Regions from separate parts of the Zea mays genome. Here region 1 is linked to region 2. Evidence: chromatin contacts called from public Hi-C data. All regions are on one chromosome and are shown on one strand. Each heading gives the region's core, a stretch centred on a gene start, on an enhancer-like site or on the middle of the called end of the contact. The rest is flanking DNA. Distances are from core to core; before and after follow the strand shown. Region 1 has its middle 92 kb from the start of LOC100304255. Region 2 holds the start of LOC100304255 (RING/U-box superfamily protein).

What was found. A called contact is a pair of places that touch in the nucleus more often than the background predicts.
Region 1: a Hi-C map of endosperm shows a contact between it and region 2, with 5 times the contacts expected there. The contact joins the enhancer-like site here to the promoter of LOC100304255 in region 2. A contact is called at or near these places in 7 of 25 Hi-C or Micro-C datasets (bundle sheath, ear, endosperm and 2 more).

The regions. Positions count from the first base shown.
Region 1 is chr5:44,240,751-44,246,634 of Zm-B73-REFERENCE-NAM-5.0, reverse strand. No RefSeq gene overlaps it. Among protein-coding and RNA genes, the nearest start is that of LOC100304255, 92 kb to the right of the region's middle. Within about 2 kb of position 3,929, at least 4 of the 20 cell types and tissues checked have an H3K27ac peak or open chromatin away from gene starts, as enhancers often do. A contact at or near this core is called in endosperm, where this site is marked.
Region 2 is chr5:44,148,807-44,154,997 of Zm-B73-REFERENCE-NAM-5.0, reverse strand. LOC100304255 (RING/U-box superfamily protein) reads left to right here and starts at 3,470. Exons shown (of 9, transcript NM_001165698.1): 1 at 3,470-3,622; 2 at 4,608-5,060; 3 at 5,146-5,320; 4 at 5,428-5,722; 5 at 5,897-5,969; 6 at 6,066-6,156. The coding sequence starts at 3,578.

The sequences.
Region 1 (5,884 bases), core at 2,680-5,179, 91 kb before region 2:
CGGTTGGCCGGGCCCCGGTCCTGGCTCATCCTGCGTCCAAGTGCAAGCCGCGAGTAAAGTAACTGTGTCCTGGCCCTGGCTACCACTTTGTGCCGCTGTGTTGCCTAGTGACCGAGCTCGCCCAGCGGGGAGAACAGAACTGTGTCTTGTGCGTGCGGCCAGCTGTGTGGCGCGCTGTGGCGTACGTCGCTCTCCCGCGCCCTGTGCACGTGTGTGCGCGCGCGCGCGTAACCACCTTTTTCTCGTTCTCGGCAACAGCCCGGCACTGCAAATCAGCAGGCGATCACCGCCCACACAGCTGATGCCGATCGAGCGCTCTGGGCGGCGACGCGCGCTGTTGCGCTCGCTGTTCGTCTCCGACAAAGAAAAGGTGGCGTCGGTGTTGGCTGGTCATGGTTAATCATGTCACGTTGTAGTATTTGGTTCCCGAGACAGTTGGAATAGAGCGGCTCTGTTTCAGAGTGGCTCCGTCCGAATTTTTTAGCAAGCTAAATTATTCAATATTTGGATATAATATTTCTGGTTTAAAGTTACTCTGTTTGTTTTATATGGAATCAATTCGAACATTAATTAATTAGAAATAGTGTTGTTCCATTCCATCCCACCATGCTTTAGAACCCAACACTACCTTAATTTTCTTGACGCACCCATCCCCTCGTCTCCAGTTTTTTTTTATTTATTTCGAGTAATCCTCGTCTCCCTCTGCCAATTGTTTGTGTTTGACGTTGATGGTTTCTGGACTTACAGTGAGTTGCGCCTTTAAAAGGTATTAATAAGCATAATATATCTTGATGGTCCGGCCCATTATGTTTTTGAAATGTTGTGGGGTTCAGCCCATGGGTCGATAGGAACTCGGCAGATGCATGGATGGCACTGGAAGGACGAGGATAGGCCTGCCTGCACAACTTGCTTCTCCAACTATCTTTCTGAAATTTACCCTACAAATCATCATTTTAAAAGTCATGAGCAAATTAATTCCTATATCTTTATACTTTTTTAACACTTTTTCTATATTTTATAGACACCCTTGGAAGTCACCCTCGCTCTTTATTTTTAGCTAACGAGAAATCTAAAATATAAACCACCTATATATATATATATATTCTATTTTAAACCTCTAGAGCTAGTTGTTAGTCAACTTATGAGTTATTAGCCGGTTTTAGTTGAGGTAGAGCAGCTAACAACTAATGACTATTTAGGGTATAGCTAACAATTAGTTAGTCAATTAGCTCACATGTTCTAAACATTTTAGCTGCTAATTATCTGCTTTAGAGATTTAATTAAAGACATTGTTGGATAGATTTTTTAGTAAAGTCTCTCTTTCTACAAATCACTTGTAGGAAGAATATATGTTTTTGAAGTTGTTCTAAGCCTTTCTTAATGGCAGTTAAATCCGTACATCTCATTTCTTTTAACCCTCGATCCACAAGCATTTCAAATTCTTAAACATATATAAATTTAGATACGTTAATTTTTTTATTCAATGTTTTTTATTCTTTATGTTGTTTTTCTTTTTTAAGCCACCTCAAAAGATAAAATTGTCCCTACAAGGCTTATTTTGGTTGACACCAATTAAAAGCGAAAGTTTGTGGTAAGCGGAAAACACATGTTTAGATAAAAGATGAAACGAGCTAAGTGATATTTTTATATTCATAACCATTTTAAATTTGATTTCTTTGGAGATAGCGGCGGATGGTGAGGGGACATTGGCATAAATTCATCATTGTCATTGTAGTCCTCAACTGTCATATTAGGGGTGGATGTTGAGGGGGTATTGGCATAAAATCATCGTCGTCATTGTAGTCCTCGGCTATCATATTAGGGGGTGGATGGCGAGGGTCATTGGCATAATTATCGTCATCATTTTTGTCATCAGTTGTCACATTGGGGGTTGGATGTTAAGGGCATTGGCATAAAATCATCATCAACATTATAGTCCTCAGCTGTCATATTAGGGGTGGAAGGCGAGGGGGCAATGGCGTAGAATCAATGTCATCATTGTAGTCAGTTGTCACATTAGTGTTGTTGTGTATATTTTTGTTTCCTCTAGATGAGCTCGCTACAATGCCCGCTTTTTTCGTATCCACCCATGATCTCCCATGAAAAGGTCACCACAATGGCCGACGATGTTTTCTTCTACCATGTAGCACACCACCACCAAACAACATATACATTGAAGTTAGGGATTTCTAGGTTGATGAACTCTGTATCTTCAAGATTGTTCTACACTGCAGCACCATTACAAGAAGTTGGGGAATTTAAATAAAAGAGCATATTTAATAAGGAATGGTGATGTACCTTGATTTATTTTTCATAGTTTGCTTGGAACATAAATAGCTTACATGCCCTCTCAAGAAAACAACAATAAGGAAAGTCAGCGATTACGCAAATCCTTTGATATCGTCCACGGTACTCAATCAGGAGCTCTTAAAGCTTATGTGGTCAATACTTGACTAGATGGACTAGCACTGAATATAAACATTGCATTCAACTTTGAGACTGCTTTTATGAGATACCTTTTCTAAAGAGGGTCATACTTTTCCCCCCTAACAACATCCAACGATATACCCAAAGCTGAAACAACCCTCATCGAGATCCATGTGATTGGTGGAATGGATGATCCAACCATACTTTGTTTAAAAACCCTGCACCTAATTATGTGTTGCAAACATTTAATACATATATATTTTTCATAATTTACTGTTCTATATCACATGAAATGCTAAAACAAGAACTAAAAAAATATAGAGTACTCAAGCAAATCTACTGAATACTAAGATTATCTCCAGTAGTTTACCTCATCTCCATAATCATATTCAAACTTCACTATGCGAACAATGCAAAACAGTATTTTGGGTAAACTACAGATAGACTGCTAGACATGGTGTAAATGTAAAATACCTAGACTTAGCAGAATACAAAAGAGGCAGGGTTTAGCCTGTCTCCATTGTTCTCACCCCTAAATTGATTCCAAATTAAACAAACGTACACGATCAAACAATGCATCTTAAAAATAAAACCCTAAAATGCAGAATAAATTTATATAGATATAATGCAAACTAGAACCTGTTACAGACAGTGGAGGCCCATCTATAAAAAAATATTTAGGGTTGATTTGGTGACAAGGGGATCACAGAGGATTAGATAGGATTGATGGAAAAATAAACTAATTTCCCTTTAATCCCCTTTAGTCTCTGTGATCCTTGGTCACCAAATCAACCCTTAGACCTTTGCCGCACCAACCAGACGGTAGGCACACATAACTATAATTTATTGAAGTTTAATACTTCATCTGTTCCAAAATAGCATTTGCTTGATTTTTATGTCTATATTCAACTATATGATTATAAATGTATATATATATATATATATTACATATACTAAGTATTGTATGAATCCTCTAAAAAGTTAAAACAAATTTTATTTTAGAACCGAGAAAATATAAAATTGTAGTTTTCGATTGTTTTTACATATAAAGGCCCCGTTTGTTTCGGCTTCTGACAGCTTCTGGCCACCAAAAGCTGCTGCAGACTGCCAAACGCTCAGCTTTTCAGCCAGCTTCTATAAAATTCGTTGGGACAAAAACCATCCAAAATCAACATGAACACATAATTGGTTGAGTCGTTGTAATAATAGGAATCCGTCACTTTCTAGATCCTAAGTCCTATGAATAACTTTATCTTCCTCCACATGTAACTGTAATGATAATCAGATTCTTCCCACAGTCAGATTCTCCTCACAGCCAAATTTTCAGAAAAGCTGATCAGAAAAAAGCTAAACTAAACAGGCCAAAAAGAAAAGAGAGATACCCGTCGCGCGGTGCTAGTATCAGATGGGCTTCGCGGTCCAGGCCACGACGGGTGAGGGCTAGCTTTGAGGCCACCGTTTATAACAGAAATAAACCACTAGTCCACCGTCACATTGTCATAAAACAAAATACATGTGTTGTTGCTGCTGCGGTGCGGCGTGTCATCTACGACGAGAGCGAGGCGAGCGCCCCACACATGGCGTACGTACGTACGTACGAGCTTGTTCGTGTCATATGTGCGTGCGTACAAGATGCCATCAGCTCTGTATACTACATACAATGTATACGGAAACGGACCCTGTCGTCACTCGTCGTAGGTAGGGGTTCGTTGTGTGGATATAACTCAACACCCATCCCTCCAAATCTATCTGTTGGAACATTTGAGTGGAAATGGAGCTTTCCCCCCGTAACGTCTTTCATTCAGACAATCCTCTGCTTCCCAGGTACATACCATACCAACATGACGTGATTATAGACGGCCGGCATCCACTGCCTTAACTCCCCACACCGCTAGCCCATCTATCGTCGTCACTTGCATATGAGCATATCTAGCCAAAAAAAAAAAAAAAGGTCGTCGACAGATGTATATATAAAGGTAGTACCATGCATAGCTAGCTAGCTGCGTAGATTAGTTGTTAGTGTTACGCAGATCATCCGTCTGTCTATCTCGCCATCTATAATTTTGAATTTGCATGTTCATGTATATGTATATGTCCTTGTGACCTCAGCCTTAAGAAGCTGGCGATAATCGAGTGTGAGTCAGATTCCACACACTCCATCATGCATGGTCGTCGTTTCCGACTCTGCAGCAACTTGCTTTAATTTCAGACATATTGCTCCATGATGTCTCCTTTAGCAACAGAGTACTACAGTACGTACGTACGTAGCAGTAGATCAGGTCACCAAAATGCTGGAGCCATTTTCCAAGGAGTCTTTTCGAAGCACTGAGGTCAGGTCAGTATTGATAAGTCCCTATATATAGTGGCGACGCGCACTATATGGTCACAAGGTTATTATATATGGTTGTGCTTGGTTCACTTCTCCGTCCTAAGAACAACCCAGCTTAGATAAGTCTGCCCTGCCCCATGCAAGACCCTCTTGTTTTGGTTGCTGTGCTAATTAAATCACATTACAACTTGTCTAATGTTGAGTTGTTGACTAAATGGCATGGCTCCTTTCTCCGTAACATCAGTGATTGTGTTGTCTTCTGTCGCCAAATACAATCGGCTATAAACGAAGGCCGGTTGAGATTTCAAAAGGAGGTGAAGATTGATAGGCCACATGTCCCTGTCACCACATTAGACCCGACGAGCAAAAAAAATCTTAGTTCGGCCATGTGCGACCGATAAAAGCAAAGATAAAAATATCGTCATTGGTGATCCTCGCACGCCAAATATATCACGTAGGGTGGTTACTCAGAAGGCTCCGAACAAAAGGAAGACCGGAGGCACTAGGGGTGGGGGGGAGCACGGTCGGACACCCGATCACGGTCACCTGTCATGTGACGCCGGACGGTCCGGGTACTAAGGCCGGACAGTCTAGGAAAGGCGCGGATAGTCCGGCTATGAAGGTCGGACGGTCCGCAGACAACCAGAAGCAACAACAACCTCAGACCGTGGGACCACAACGTTCCAAAGCAAATATTAGGAAGCAAAACATTCCAAGACGTCTGGTCGACTCAGCAGAGTCAGCTCTACTTTTGATCAGCTGCTTGCTAAATATATGAAGAAGAAGGTCGTTCTACACAACCGGCCAATAAAACAAACAAAGTCGAAAGGGTGATCTGTGCGAAAGCAGAGGCCAACTAAACCGGCCCAAAAGATAGCGCAGCGAAGATTGTCTAGTCACCCTCTTTCAAGGATGCATGGTGCTTCCCGTTCTAGCCATCGTCGATGTGTTGTACTACTCGAATGTGGGGTGGTACGACGATGAATCTATATTGCTAGCTCAATCCGTTTGCTTATTCGGGCTGGGGGCACCACAAGTTTTTGCCTATTGACATGTTGATCAGGCAGACATGGCTGATGATGATGCAATCCGAAATAGCCTCTATGCATCAAAGTTATGTCAAATATT
Region 2 (6,191 bases), core at 2,221-4,720:
TTCTACGCCGTCATTCTGGTCCCGACAGGTGGTGTGGGAGCTTCGTGTGTGCTCGCGCATGGTGTGCATCGTCGTATTGATCCGAGACCTTCATCGGGTGAGGGTGAATTGCTCGTTGTCGACTGGGTTTCGCCGCGGATTGTCTGGTTCCGTGGCCGGGGGGGGGTCTTCGGCGCCACTACCGGTAAGTCATCCATCCTCGTTTTCATCATCATGTCTGCATCACATCAACGCTAGCGGGCTCGGGGATAGTGTCCCTAGGCGAAGAACTAGGGTTCACCGATGTTGCCGCCGTCGTGGCTAATGTCGCGGTTGCCGCAGACTTGTTGGGGGGAGAAGAAGCACCAGCACCGTCGATCTTTAATGTAGTGGCCAAGATTAGATCCATGGATGGGGATACCTCGGCCATCGGTTTTCGGATGGACGAATGAGATTTGGCGCGGGGTAATGATTCGGGTGATCTAAGCAAGGGCGTCAGATCGGGATCGAACGGTCCTAAGTCCGTACCGGTTCAGATGTGTGGTCTTCTAATCCGAGCCCCTGATTCTCGATCTGACGGCACACAGTTTGCCATACCCCTTCGGCTAGCGTGTTTTGTGAAAGAGACCCTGAAGAACATGGAAAACAACCCGCCGTCCAGGTTATGGGTAAAATCATTACTGTGGGGTCCTAGCATTTACAAAAGTGACCCAGAACTTATTTAAAATTGAGGCCAAATACCTTGGTCTCGGTTAATTGGTAAGAATTAATTTAGAAAATGATTTTTTGTATAAAAATAATGTCAGAAACTTGTTTAATTCATTGTAACTTCGAATTGATCCGTTCCAGTTGCATTAATCTTGTACTAATCTTGTTCTTCATCTAGTAACCTTATTTTATCATGAAACCTATGGCTAAAATGATGCACTCAATTGGTTGTATATCTATCACTAGAAACTTCATAAAATCATAACTCTTTGACGGTAACTCCGAATTTAGTAGTTCTCAAACCCACGATCTCGTAGCAATGCGTAGATTATGATTATGCATCTTGTGCTTATGTTTGGTGTAATGTTATTTTTTCCTGTACCATGTTTGTTTGTATGGTTGCGAATAGCGGTGAGATCACGAGAATCTGAAGATCATCCTGGTACCTGGAATCTTGAGTCTCAGGCAAGTTATGCCCTTGACCACTCCTTTTTACCTAATAATGTTCACTATTAATCACTGTGACATGTTCAAGTTAATTTGATGGGACCTAATAGGTTTCCCTAGCATTGTTTATCCCCTACCTTGCAAACAGATGAATTATTGGGTAGTTTTGCTATTTATCTATCTGGTTTTGGAAACTAATGTTTCATTATGATCATGTTCCAATTATGTTGTTGTTTAATTATTTTTCATGATAAGATTATATTGTTAATTGGAACATGGGGAACCACCCGGGAAAATAGTGCTACCACAAGGGTGGTATGGGACGCCCTTGGCTGACTAATTAGGAAAGTTAGTGGAGGACTACCTTACCCGAAAGGGGCAAGGGCAGTAGGGGAGTGGTTAGTGTAGGGAGATCCTCGGGTTGATTTTGCTGCGATGGCGGTCAGACGAGGGATCCCTGTATTAGGACTTCCTAGAAACTGTAGCAGGTTTTCTGAAGCTAGTGGAACTTTGTAAAGGCCTCGTAGTGTTACCCTTCCTCGCTTCCTTGGTAGAGGTGTATGGGATTCATGACCCCTTGACAGATGTGTAACATGACTTGTGGGTAAAGATGTGCAACCTCTGAAGAGTGTAAAACTGGTATATTAGCCGTGCTCACGGTCATGAGCGGCTCGGACCCTCACATGATTAATTTATGGAACCAAACTTAATTTGTCATATGCATTGCATCGCGGGTGTTGTTACCAATTTTGATCTATTACTTATTTGGGTTGGTATCTACTTACACTTAGTAACTGCTAATAAATTTTTGACCAACTTTAAAAGCAATACTCAGCTTTAGCCATCCTCTTTGGTAAGCCTTACACTTCACATGAGCTCCCACCTTTGGCGAGTTCATGCACATTATTCCCCACAACTTGTTGAGCGATGAACGTATGTGAGCTCACCCTTGCTGTCTCACACTCCCACAGGTCAAGAACAGGTACCACAGGATGATGCGTATGGAGGATGCTATGATGAGTTCGTGAGAGGTCTAGGCCGCCGTCTCCCAGTCAACTTTGGGTTGCCGGATCGCTGTCTTTATATGATATAATTATTTAACTATTTTGTACAGGACTCTATTATATATAAATGATGTGACATTCGTTTCTGTACCATGATTTATCATATGTGTGAGACTTGGTCCCAACACACTTGGTGATTATGTTCACGCCCGGATCTTAGTGCCCCCGAAATCCGGGTGTGACACAGGTGTTGTATAAGAGAGGAGGCTACAATGAACGTTGGTTCATATGCCAACCTTCTTTGTTTATATATGCAGTATGTAAGGAATCACAACCATAAGATTGTTGCACCCCGATAAAAGTGCGAGATAGTGTCCGACTCAGTCTCTTGACCGACTCGAACGAGCTCAACCCCAACAACATTATGTTTCCTCCTTTTAAAATATAGGCCATTTATATTTTCAAAGTTATTTTTTAAAACCTTAACCAAATTTATATGAAAATATACCAACATCAATAACATGTTAGTTCTGTAAGACCCGTTGACTTACTTCTTAATAGTGCATTAGTCTACAATGTATATGTTAAAAATATTGCTCAAAGTTAGAAAAAACTCGATTTCAACCAATCTAAAGAAATCTAGTAATGGTGGAATGGAAGATGAAGGCAAAGTTTGAATCGTTTTCAAAACGAGTGGTATTTGGGGTGAATGTCTAGTCTCATAGTCCAGGAAAAAATGGAGGTAAAAGAAGAGTTCAAACTGGACTAAGGTGGTCTTCCACCAAATATTTTTCCCTTTAGATATCCCTCCAAATATCTAACCATTCCTTCACCTCTAGAGGACTACTCACTTTGTTCTACAATAGTTATTGCTATAATATTTATATAGGTCCAAATTTTCTAAATTTGACTAGATTTATAAAAAAAACTATTAGCAACATTTATATCTCTATATAAATTTATACACAAAATTTAAAGATCTATCTAATAATACTAACTATGCACTATAAATAAATATTGATATGTGCACGTGTGTGTATATATATGTATATAAGTCCATGCATTACTACAGTTTTTGTATATTATATAAGTTGTCTTAACAATCAAAGTTCAATTCTTATTTGTGTATAATTTTATTCCATTTTTTATTAAGCAGGAAGAAAAATGGTGACGCGGGACGGCCATGAAACCGATGCTTTATATAATAGAGATGGTTAAAATTTAAAATAATTGATTTTTCGAAAATCTGCAATATCAACTGTTTTAAGACGGAGGGTGTAAATAGGATAAAGTATGGACCCGGGCAACAAACTGGCCTTTGCAAAAGCGCCCTTCAGCTCCCGGACCGCTTCCCCTGAGCTGCTGCCCAAGAACTTCGACACCACTTGCCCACCCTCCCTGGATTCTTGCGGCTCTTCCTCGAGCTCATCGAATCCTTCATGGAGAGCGCCGAGGGACCGTCCCCGTACTCCGGTGATCGAGCGGTGAGATTCGTACGCCCTGCTTTGCCCTACTCCCCTGAGATTTGCCCCCTCCATTTCTCGTACAGTTTTGGCTCATGCTCTGCCAATTTCTTGATTCCCGTGCGAAGACTACGCGCCACCGATTACCACCTACTTGTTCTCATCTGATTGGATTTAAATTGGATCTTAGATTAGCTACAACTCCAAAGATGCGACCTTTGCTGGTGAATTGTGGCTGAGCTGGGAGAATCTTTGTTCTGCTCTTTTGCGCTTCGGTTTTCTTTTTATTTTTATTTTTTGGCAAACTAGATTAGGACCAGAAGATCGAATATTTCCTGCTTTGCTTCATCCGGCAGTTTTCCCTCGGCAGTGATTAATTGCTCTTCTTTTCCTAACTGGACTCCTTGTACTACCACTGTGTCACATGTCACATGAGCTAAAATTGGATTAGATTCTATTTTGAGGCCCTTTACCTTTCTGATGAAACTGCTGTATTGTATCAGTTTTCTTTATTTCCGTGTACTGGGTAACTCTGTGATTATGTCACCACAAGTATAGCTGTAGAATTCAATTGCGTGCATATTTAGCTCAACGTCTTCTGAGTAATGTAATACCAGGCCAGATTCAGAATCTTATACCGCATGAATTCTCTAGGTTACACCTTAAAGAACTAGCATTTTTAATTTACGGCATGTCCATGTGATTGTGCCGCGGCCAGACATTATGAATAGAATTGGGGAAATCAAAAGAGGATTTAATGGCCTGTTTCAGTTTCGTTCCTTTTGAGTTTACTTTCTTTTGTCGACATGTAAATTTAGACTCCGGCGGACATACGGGATATTGTCACTCCATTTGTTCATAAAGCTTGATGAGGTATCATGGGTAAATGAAGCCCCTCTTTCATGGAAGTGATGGGGGTTCCTCTTTTTTGCGTCACTCATTTACCAAGCTTTATCTGGTTTATTTGACCATGGTTTCTGGATGTATTGTTTACTTGACTGTGTAGGCACCGGTTCAGGATGGCAATGGCCAAACTACACCTGGGCATAATTCGCGAAGGCCAAACCTTTCTTTGCAAATACCAGCTAGGACCTTGGATACCAATATACCTTCATCGACAAGAGTTACTATATCCTGCAGCCCCAGTTCAACGAGAGTGGGTTTGCCACCGAGACCTAATTCGACGAGAACAAAATCATCTATCAAGAACATGAATCCTCAGCACAGTTTCAGAGCAAGGAGTTCAGCCCAGGAAGGTGATCGAGTGGTCCTTCTAAATCCTGGGACGTCATCTGAAGGGCAGCAGGATAATCCAAGCACAGCAAGATCATTTTCTTTTAGAAAGGTCATTAACTCATTATCGGCAAAAAGGACCCATTCTCTTCCAGTAACGCCTGTAGGAACTACTGACAAGGCTGCATCTCCTCCAAATCAATTAGATACCCTGCCAACTACAACTGTAAGTACATATATTTTTTCTGCTAAGCTGTGCCCATAAATAGTCTACTACCAGTGCATTAAGATTTTATTTACACTACTAGCAGAATGAAGGAGTTGAAGCAAAAATTAGGCGCTCACTTTCAGTACCTGGAAATCGCAAAAACAGAAGTTTGAGGAGGGCAGATTCATTAGGTGTCATCCGTGTGATTCCAACAACCCCAAGACCTGTCCCAGTCGAAGCAACCACATCAAGCGATATAATTGAAGAAACAATCGATGGTATAAACTCTTACAGTCCTCTATAGTACTATGATAACTACCCAAATTGAATCTTGCTTCATAAAAGCACCATGGCTCATGTAAGTGCATTGTTGAGTACCTGACAGTCCCTGAAGATGGAGGCGAAGATATTCCTGAAGAAGAGGCAGTCTGCAGAATTTGTTTTGTTGAACTCAACGAAGGAGGTGAAACACTTAAAATGGAGTGCAGCTGCAAAGGAGAACTTGCACTTGCACACCAAGACTGTGCTGTCAAATGGTTTAGCATCAAGGGAAACAAGATATGTGATGTCTGTAAACAAGAAGTTCAGAATCTGCCAGTGATGTTACTGAGAATACCAACTCAAACTGCAAACAGGCGGGTAGCAAATGCTGCTCAGCAGAGAGCAGCTCAACAATACAGGTAAGATTAGCCTTGTCCGAAAAAATAGCATAAGTCAAAGATAGTTGAGAGAGAGAGAGAGAGTAGATTGGTTCTATCATGCTACATTGATGGACCTATGACATCTTCACTGTTTTTGTTTTATTTCTTGATGGGTTTGCATGCTCGTTACACTCTGACTTCAGTTTCTGACAGATTTTGGCAGGACATTCCAATTCTGGTGATGGTTAGCATGCTTGCGTACTTCTGTTTCTTGGAACAACTCCTGGTTTGTTGCCGTTGCTTACCTCATTTACTAGTACATTTGAATGTTCAACATTACTTTTCTCTCCATTCTTTTGTGACATGTACTTTCGTTGAACAGGTTACTGATTTGCAGTCACGTGCACTGGCAATTTCGTTGCCTTTCTCGTGTGTGTTAGGCCTCCTTTCTTCAATGATAGCATCAACTATGGGTGATTAACCGTACCCTCGTCCCTTTCCTTTCATA